Regions from separate parts of the Sus scrofa genome. Here region 2 is linked to region 1. The links are chromatin contacts, called in public HiChIP or PLAC-seq maps. All regions are on one chromosome and are shown on one strand. The core of a region is the stretch at or near the end of the contact, and the rest is flanking DNA. Distances in the headings are between cores, read along the strand shown. Region 1 has its middle 180 kb from the start of SYK. Region 2 overlaps AUH (methylglutaconyl-CoA hydratase, mitochondrial).

Evidence for each region. HiChIP or PLAC-seq counts read pairs in DNA pulled down with a chosen protein or histone mark.
Region 2: an H3K27ac HiChIP or PLAC-seq map of skeletal muscle shows a contact between it and region 1. The contact joins two enhancer-like sites. A contact is called at or near these places in 4 of 47 Hi-C or Micro-C datasets (epiblast stem cells, heart right ventricle, liver and 1 more) and 1 of 2 datasets of contacts at active chromatin or transcription factors (skeletal muscle).

The regions. Positions count from the first base shown.
Region 1 is chr14:2,285,818-2,290,177 of Sscrofa11.1, forward strand. No RefSeq gene overlaps it. Among named protein-coding and RNA genes, the nearest start is that of SYK, 180 kb to the left of the region's middle. Within about 2 kb of position 1,399, at least 5 of the 83 cell types and tissues checked have an H3K27ac peak or open chromatin away from gene starts, as enhancers often do. A contact at or near this core is called in skeletal muscle, where this site is marked.
Region 2 is chr14:2,476,705-2,481,477 of Sscrofa11.1, forward strand. The region is part of intron 4 of AUH (methylglutaconyl-CoA hydratase, mitochondrial); the gene reads right to left. Among named protein-coding and RNA genes, the nearest start is that of AUH, 67 kb to the right of the region's middle. Within about 2 kb of position 2,122, at least 20 of the 83 cell types and tissues checked have an H3K27ac peak or open chromatin away from gene starts, as enhancers often do. A contact at or near this core is called in skeletal muscle, where this site is marked.

The DNA of each region.
Region 1 (4,360 bases), core at 149-2,648:
ATTGAAGACATCAGCCCCCTCATGTCACCTGATTCTGCGGAACAGCTAGACGGACTCACCTCTCTGTCCTGAGTTCAAGATCCCAAGGTGATCAGGGGAGGAGGGAAGAGGGAATCGGGCTGGATTAAAATGGTCCTGCCTGGCTGCACGTGGGTCCAGACTCCTCCCTTGCCTGAGAGACGTAGGGACCAAAAGCCAATCCAGTCCCATTCCTCACACCCCGCCTGAGCTCTTGGGGAACAAAAATAATAAAATGAGTCCAGTTCACTTTAAAATCACCTGGAGAGGGAGTTCCCATTGTGGCACAGCAACAATGAATCCAACTGGTATCCATGAGGACGCGGGTTTGATTCCTGGCCTCGCTCAGCATTGCTGTGAGCCGTGGTGTAGGTCGCAGACTGGGCTCTGATCCCGAGTTGCCATGGATGTGGCAGCAGCTGCAGCTCGGATTCAACCCTTAGCCTGGGGACTTCCATATGCTGCAGGTCTGGGCCTAAACAGCAAAAATCAATCAATCAATCAATCACCTGGAGAAAAAGGGAACAAGGACCAACTACCTTTGACCCACAGCCCCAAGGAGAGGCCAAGAGGGTGACCAAGGCCCAGCAAAGTCACCTCCCCTGAGACCTGAGGACAAAGACGTGCTCTGTCGCTGTGTCGTGCTGAGCAGCAGGGCAGGGCTACTTTTAGCCTCTCCACAGAATCTGAGTTCCAGTGGGCATGTTTTCAAGACAGCACTTTCCTATTAAAATTGCAACAATTATGGCTGAAAAGAAAGTTCGTTGTGCTCAGAAAACTCTACGACAGGCCCTCTCACTATGATGCCTGCGTGACTGTGGCCTGGCTGCTTTTAAGGACTGATTTTGTCACCCTCGTCTAGCGTGGGTGGACGTGTGTGGTCAGTACTTCAAGAGAGGTGAGAAATTACCGCAGAGGAAGGACAGTGACAGCAAGACACCATCCTTGTCCTGTCTTTTCCTCCCCTGACCAAGCAAGAGCTGTGGAACTGGGACCTAGGACATGGCCCCCAAAATTCAGGGTGTTCACCAAATACTTGAAAGGGGTTTAAGAAAATGTTGGTGTTTAGATGAGGCCCAACTGGGAAAGCAATTCTTGTTTCCTAACCTGGAGAATAAGCTCTCTGGTAAAACGTACAGAGGGAGAGAGGTTTAACGTAGTGAAGAAGCAAAGCAATGCTATGAAACCACAGGTCTCCAGCCTCAGCTCTTCTGGTCAGGGGGAGATCACACCACCTCCTGCCAGGTAACCGGTCTGCTCACCAGTTACGGTGACAGGGCTAATGATGGGGAGGCAGCCAGGCTCCTAGGCAGAAAGACACAGGAGCAGCCTTGCTTCATTTTTGCCTCTGTAAAGCCTCATGACTATGCTCCATCTCTATTTTTAGAGCTCAGCATTTAAAAGGTCAAGTGCCTTCAAAAGTGTTTATTTTCCTCTCCAGTGTTTGTGCTCTGATTGAAGTGACAGCCTTGAGCTCCTCCCCCCACCCCCACACCAAATCCACTGTATTCCATGCAGCTTACTTTTTACCTGAACTGCCAACAAAGCTTGAAATGAGCAGCATTTGGGGTTTTGGTTGTTTGTTTGTTTGTTTGTTTTTTCTTACTCTGACTCCACTGGAGCCACAGAGGTTGACGGCCACTCAGGAAAAGCACGGCACCTTCTCTATGTGGCCAGTGGGCAGAATGCACCTACAGGTCTTCACAGACCTGGCCAAGCCCTCCCCACGTGGATGCAAGCTGATCTCCGAGGATTCAACCTCCCTGACCCGCCCCAGTCCTGGTAGGAAGTCCAGGGCTTGTGTCCAGGGGTGGCCCTCAATTTCAGAGCCTGTCAGGCCATATCTGTCCTGGCGGTTGCCTGTCTTGCCCTGGCCATCTCCACCCATCACCCTGTGTCACAGAATTCTCTCTGAGCTTCTCCCACTGCTGCCACTCACCCAGGACCACCCAAGGCTCAAATGAAGCTCATCCCTGATTGCCAAACACAGCGAATACTGGGCTATAGGGTTCCAGCCGTTCCTCATCTTCTTAATCCCTTCATCTTTCAGTGGACATTTGAGTTGTTTCCATGTCTTGGCTATTGTGAATAGTGCTGCAGTGAACACAGGCGGGCAGGTATTGTTTTTGAATGAAAGTTTTGTCCGCATATATGCCCAAGAGTGGGATTGCTGGGTCATATGGTAGTTCTATATTTAGTTTTCTGAGGAAACTCCATACTGTTTTCCATAGTGGCTGCACCAATTTACATTCCCACCAGCAGTGGAGGAGGCTTCCCTTTTCTCCACACCCTCTCCAGCATTTGTTATTTGTGGACTTGTTAATGATGGCCCTTCTGACATGTGTGATGTGGTAGTTTTGCTTTGCATTTCTCTAATAATTAAGAAGTGTGGTACATCCATACAATGGAATACTACTCAGCCATAAAAAGGACAAAATAATGCCATTTGTAGCAACATGGATGGAACTAGAGATTCTCGTCCTAAGCGAAGTAAGTCAGAAAGAGAAAGACAAATACCATACCATGTCACTTATATGTGGAATCTAAAACATGGCACAAATGAGCCTATCGACAAAACAGAAACAGATCATGGACAGGGAAAGCAGACTTGTGTTTGGGGCAGGGGGGTGGGGGGAAGTGGAATGGACAGGGAGTTGGGGTTGGTAGATACAAACTACTACATTTAGAATGGATGGGTAATAGAGCACCTACTGTACAGCATAGGGAACCGTGTACAGTCTCTTGGGGTAGAACATGATGGAAGATAGTATTAAAAAAACAATGTATCTAACTATCTATCTATACATGGCTGGGTTGCTTTGCTGTACAACAGAAATTTATTAAACTATACGTTAATAAAAAATATTTTCTTTTCTTTTTTGGGGGCCACACCCACGGTCTATGGAGAGTCCCAGCCTAGGGATCAAATCAGAGCTGTAGCTGCTGGCCTACACCACAGGTCACTGCAACCCGGGATCCTCTGAGCAAGGTCAGGGATCGAACCTGCATTCTCATGGATGCTAGTCAGATTCATTAGCTGCTGAGCCATGATGGGAACTCCAAAAAAAAATTTTTTTTAAAAGGAGAAAAACAAACAAACAAAAAAACAGCTTAGCAGTTATTAGATGAGAGAATCCCAACCCTAGGAGGGAAGCCACCCTCTCCCGTTCAGAGGCCGTCAGAAGTGTCCCAGTCCAGCCACCTCCCACAGGACTCCTTGTAACTGTCTCCTCAGCAAAGTCCAGCCCTCCCTTTCCTCCTGGGCCCTCATTTCAGGTGAAAGCACAAGACAACTCCACCTGGAGCCTGGGGGCAGGCGGGGCCGAGGCACTGTGGATTCTCAGCACCGCTCTGAAGGTCCCGCTTGTCTCAGGACCTGGAGCCTGAACTTCAGGGTTCTGCGCCCGCTTGGCCACTTGGCCTCAAACCTTCATGAGGAGGGGGAAAGAGAAGAAGGCCAGAACTCACCTCTGGCAAAGCCCTTGAATTCTTAGACCTGGAACACAAAATTCTTCCCCTAAAGAAAAAAACGCATGATTCTCACCCCGAGCACACAGAACCAATTTGCACAGGGACGCAGCATCTTTCAGGTCCAGTTAAAAACGCCTGTGTGGGAGTCTGAAGAGCAAGGCCAAGATCAGCTTTCCAAGGCAATCCCCAGCTCTCTCCCCCAGGGCCAGGCAGGGTAGTCACGAGTGGAAAAGCATAGTAAATAAATAAACCGCGCGGCCTCACGTCCAGCCCCGCCCCCCTCCGGGGGGGGGGGGTTGGAGGTTCCCATGTCCACCTCCCAGCAGGATGCACACTACTTTGTGCTTTCGCATCTCCTTCCGCAAAGTCCCGCAGTTCAACCCTCCCCACGATTGACGAGAGAGCGTATTAAAAGGAGAAAAGCAAGGCAGCCCAGCTAGAACCGGAACGCAAAGTTCTTCAGAAGTTCCCACCAGGGAGCTGTGTCCAAAATAAAAATAAATAGACGCCTAGGTACATTCTCTTCTCCAGGAACATCCACTCCCTTCCCCCCTGGATCTCGGCCTCCTCTGCCCGCCCCTCTCATTTCCTGGGGCGCTGCCTCGCTGCCCCAGTCCCCCTCCCACCTCGCCCATCCAGCACCACCGTGCTGCCCAGGGCAACCTAGCCCCCCTGCGCCCTCTGAGACCCTGCTGAGGCCACAGGGCAACTCTAGGGTGATGGTGAGCTTTGAAGGTGACTAGCACACTGTGGTGAGGGCCCCAGGTGAGACCACAAGACCCAAAAAGGGCTTCAACCAGCCCAGCACATGCACACTTATCAGGCAACCTTTGCCCTCCGTCTCACCAAAGCCACGCTTTCCCATAGCCTG
Region 2 (4,773 bases), core at 872-3,371, 190 kb after region 1:
GGTTTCAGCATTAGCTATGTTTTCAGGGCCTTTGGCCAGTCTCAGATCTGGGCAATAGTCCACCTCTTGGTTCAAATTCTCCAGTGTTTGGTCTGCTGTTTAGCACCGGAAACACACACGTCCACCACAGCAGTGAGTCCAGGAGTTAAAAAACAACTTTGTGGGGTCCCCTACCTGAGATCCTCACTCTTCGCAATCTCCTTGGTACTTTCTGGTTCCCAGGGCTCCCCCTTTTCGGTGCTCCAGCCAAAACTCTTGAACTACAGCAACATGCTCCTAGCAGGAACGAGCTCTTGCCTCTAACCTGGCCTTACTGATGTCTACTCTTGGCGTGGTGACCAGGAAAATCTTTAAAAATCTTTTAAATCTTTAAAAGAGATGCTAAGATCACACGGCATCTCTGGTAATAACCCGGTGGGTCCTTCTCCACTCAGGTTACCAGCTGTAATGCCTCTATGCTCTTATTCCTCTGCCGCTTCCCTGACGGTATCTCCAACCACTCTCATCCTCCTGTCTGCTATGGGTACAGTGATTAAGTGAATGTTCCAGGCATGCTTTCATCTTAGCCCTTTATCCTGGATGTTCCTTTGCCTAAAATGCTCTTCTTCCTGTCTGACAATTTCCTCAATTCCTCTCAGTCTTAACACAAATGTTATCTTCTCAATGAGGCTTCCTCTGACCCTTTATTTTATTTTATTATTTTATTATTATTATTATATATTTTGTTTTTTAGGGCTATACATGCAGCACATGGAAGTTCCCAGGCCAGGGGTCAAATTGGAACTGCAGCTGCCGGCCTACGCCAGAGCCAAAGCAACTTGGGATCTAAGCCATGTCTGTGACCTACACCACAGCTCACAGCAACATCGGATCCTGAACCCACTGAGCAAGGCCAGGGATCCAAGTTGTCAGATAAAAAGGAGAGCATTTCAGAAAAAGGAACAAATCCTCATGGATACTAGTCGGGTTCACAACCCACTGAGCCACAACAGGAACTCCCGACCCTTTATGTTAAAATGCAAACTCCCAACTCTCCTCAAACCCCTTCCCCTTTTTCTACAGCATTTTGCACTTCTGCCATAATTCACAACTTATTATTTGCACATCTACTGTCGCTGTGCTAGAACATCAGCTGCACAGCACTAGTGATCGTTCCTTGTTTGTTTCCAGCTATATAACTAGTGTCTACACCAGTGCATGGCTCAATGAGTATTTGTTAAGAGAATAAATATGCCTGGAACACAGTGTGTGAGCAAAGGGAGCATCAATAGGAGAGAAGGTTAGAGAAGTGCTGGGGACCCACACTGCAGGTCTTATAAACTGAGGATTATAGCCAACAGAATCCATAGCATCTTCTCAAACTCACGATTCCCAGTTCAAGCTGCCTTATTCCTGTTTGATTTCAACAACTTTATAACAGCAGTTAGGATACTCGTACACATGTTTAACTCTCCTACCAGATTTTAGATGGATACTCCAAGGGGACTGACTCTGCTGAGTCATCTATGTCTATATTTTTATCTATTTCCTCTAGAGCAGCTAACATATGGCCTGTGAACAAATAACTTCCAAAACACCCTAATTAGTCAAAATGAAGTAAAGGGTCACTGAATACATTTTAAAGTACAAAGAAATAAGACTGCAGTGCATGAGGTGTGTTCATGAATGTACTAGACTTGAAAGCAGAATGAGTGCTGGCCTTTAGAGGTCACTTAGGAGTCAGCCCATTAAAGCCAGCAGGGCTGTCTACAGCTCCTAACACTGGTAAATGTTTGACATTATACAAGCCTCTTAAGAAAAGCAGTCTTATTTTTGTTGTTATACTTCTCTTCTGCCTAAAATAGTATGACCTTATTAATCAGATTTGGCACAGAAAGGTCCTTTGCTATTTATGAAAATCAAATTCACCCTCACAGGATAAAGATGAGTCACGGCTGAAGATATGCAAAAGAATAAGCTCAGATTCTGATATAAATTCTACGAAGATTTCAACAAAGGTTATAAACAAAACTTTCCAAAATGACTACTGTGTTCAGGACAACACAAACACACAGGATGTAAAAATCTGTCATTACTTCATAGACACACCTTAAAATAGAGTTCCTGGACGCCATGCCAAGAGACGGCCTGATTGCTAAAGCCAGCCCACAGCGAGACAGGCAGCGACGTCCCAAACCCTCACCCTGTGGAGGAGAAACAGACAGAAAGGGGACTCTTGTTCTGGCCCCTCGAAACCTGAGCGCTCTTATTTCTTTCTCCCTCCCCCCCGCCCCCTCCTTCCTTCCTTTCTTTTTTTCTAATAGAAAATAAAACAAAAACTCATCTTCTTTCTTTCTGTTTTAATTCGGGTAAGAGTCAATAGCAATAATTATTATTAAAGATTCTTTTCCTGAAAACTTTCCAAGAGAATACTAAAAGTACACCCACAGTTTAGTCCCCACCTTAACCAAGTAATCAAAGTTATCACCCAAAGTAGGACAACCTAACATTAAGTGTCACCCAATGAAATGAAAATGAAATATAGGGCATGTGGCCCATTTTGTACTTTTGGATAATTTTTTTAACCTAAACCTAAACATGAGGAAATATTTCAGTCAAATCCGGAATGTGCAAATCTCAATAAGATAATCTGCCTGAATTATTTTTTAAAAGATTAGTTTTATTTAAAGAGAGAAAGAGATGGAGAACCTACCTAGATTAAAAAAAATACTACAGATAAGCAAATGCAATGGGTGACATTTAACTGAATCCTGAATTGGCAAAACAAAATAAACAAACAAACCAAAAAACAACTACAAACAACACTTTGAACCTGGGGTAATCAGAATATTAATACTAATGTTAATATTGTCAGGTGTTATAATAGTGTTGTTATATAAGAGTCCTTTGTTTTTCTCCTGAAAAGCATGCTAAGCTATTTAAAGGTTCACCTTGTTCTTTTGAAATGGCTCAGCAAGAAAAAGTGGATGTGCATATGAGAGAGGGAGACACAGAGTGGAAGGAGAGGGGCACGGGGAGGGGCAGATCTTGGCAGAGGGTATAAAGAGGCTTATTTTACTGCCTTTCACATTTCCTGAAGTCTGAATACTCCACAATAAAAAGCAGGGGACTAAAAGAGAGCCAAAGACCGGTGGAAATACTAGACATCTTGTCCACAGTGATGTATGCCCAAGCCTTAACTGTTATCTTTGTTAAAATAAGGTTTCTTGACACATACCCCAAATCCTTAAGTAGTAGATACAAGAAACAGAGGTCAGGAATGAGACTGCCACCATTCTCTGTTCAAACTTGTAGTTTCCTAAATTGTCAGATAAAAGCATCCTAATTCTCTGAATTTGTTTTATTCAGTTCTTATAAATATGTTAAAGGGTGACAACTGTTTGGGGAGCTATTTCCAAAAAAATTTTAGTATCTAAACTGGAGCATTCTCCCAAGAGGGAAGAAGATAGGAAGTTTAGCTGCTTTCTTAAAGGTAAAAATACTAGAGAACAGGGTAGGGCGCTTTGGTGTATAAAAATCCCCCAAATAATTCAGAATGTTGTAGGAAGATCTTAGGATAATAATATTAATTATTTTTAAATAGGCTAGTGAGTTAAATCATTAACACTGTATTTTGTACTTTATAATGTCTGTCTATAATCAAATAAGAGTACTGGTTTAAGTATATGACAGTCAATTCCAATTTAAATTATATTTGATATAACACAATTTAAAGAATTTCACTTTGGAGTGTTTCCACCTTTCATACCCTTCTTTTCATTAATTAAGCATTTTCAGGTCAAGTAAATACTGAAATTTGCAACACTAATCCAAAAATTGCGTTATATTAATGGTCCATTATTATTCACACTCACTAGGAATATTACTATTTCTTCAAAACAGTCATTTTATAATTTAATTGGTTTTAAGAAAATTTACAAAATATACCTTTAAAATAATCACATTGTTATTCAGGCTTAAGTTCAAGTAAAAAAATAAAAATTTTTTTTAAAAAGCACAAAAAGAGAAAGAAAACTAAATGCCAGGTTTTGGGTTTTGAGCAACTGTTTCCCAGTAAACTGGTATCCCAAAAGCGCAGACGTGATAATTACGTGACAACTAAGAGCATCAGGTTAGCTCTTTTGGGGCTGTAAACCTCAATGGGCAATGGGGAGGCACAGATTCATTGGGATTAACTTTCAAATGCTGTCCAGTATGGAACCAGGAGCCTGTAGGAACTTAGAAGATCATTATCGGTCAGACTTATAAGACATGTATCTTCTAGACTGGATGCCAATTCATACATTTTACCACATATTATTTCATTCATAATACTAAAAAGGAAAGAAAAGCATTAACTTTTTCCACAATACGCTCCCCATCTGTATTTGAATTCCCCTCACTCATTTTCTACTCATTTCTGGCTGTCCACAGCCACCTCTGTCTGAAACAGAAGAAGGGCTGAGACCGGACACAGTGAAAAAAGGCTCAATGATGAGGTCCACGAGCACCTGGCTGCTCAGTGGGCACCTACAAGAGGAAGCAAGTTAAGCGCCACCAAGAAGGGAGGAAAAAAGTTGAGTGTGGTCTACTGTTTGTTTCTATTACAGAAAGCTCTTTGTAACAGGTAGCAGAAATGTTTATAGTCAGAAAAAGAGAAGACGTCTCAGAGATCATTTTAGACAGAGCAAATCTGTCAATTTAAAACCAGCTTAAAAAGTAGTATCTTCATATGAGGACACCTTTAAGAAAGGGAAAGAGAGAAATGAATGAAGGTAGAGAAAATACCTGCGG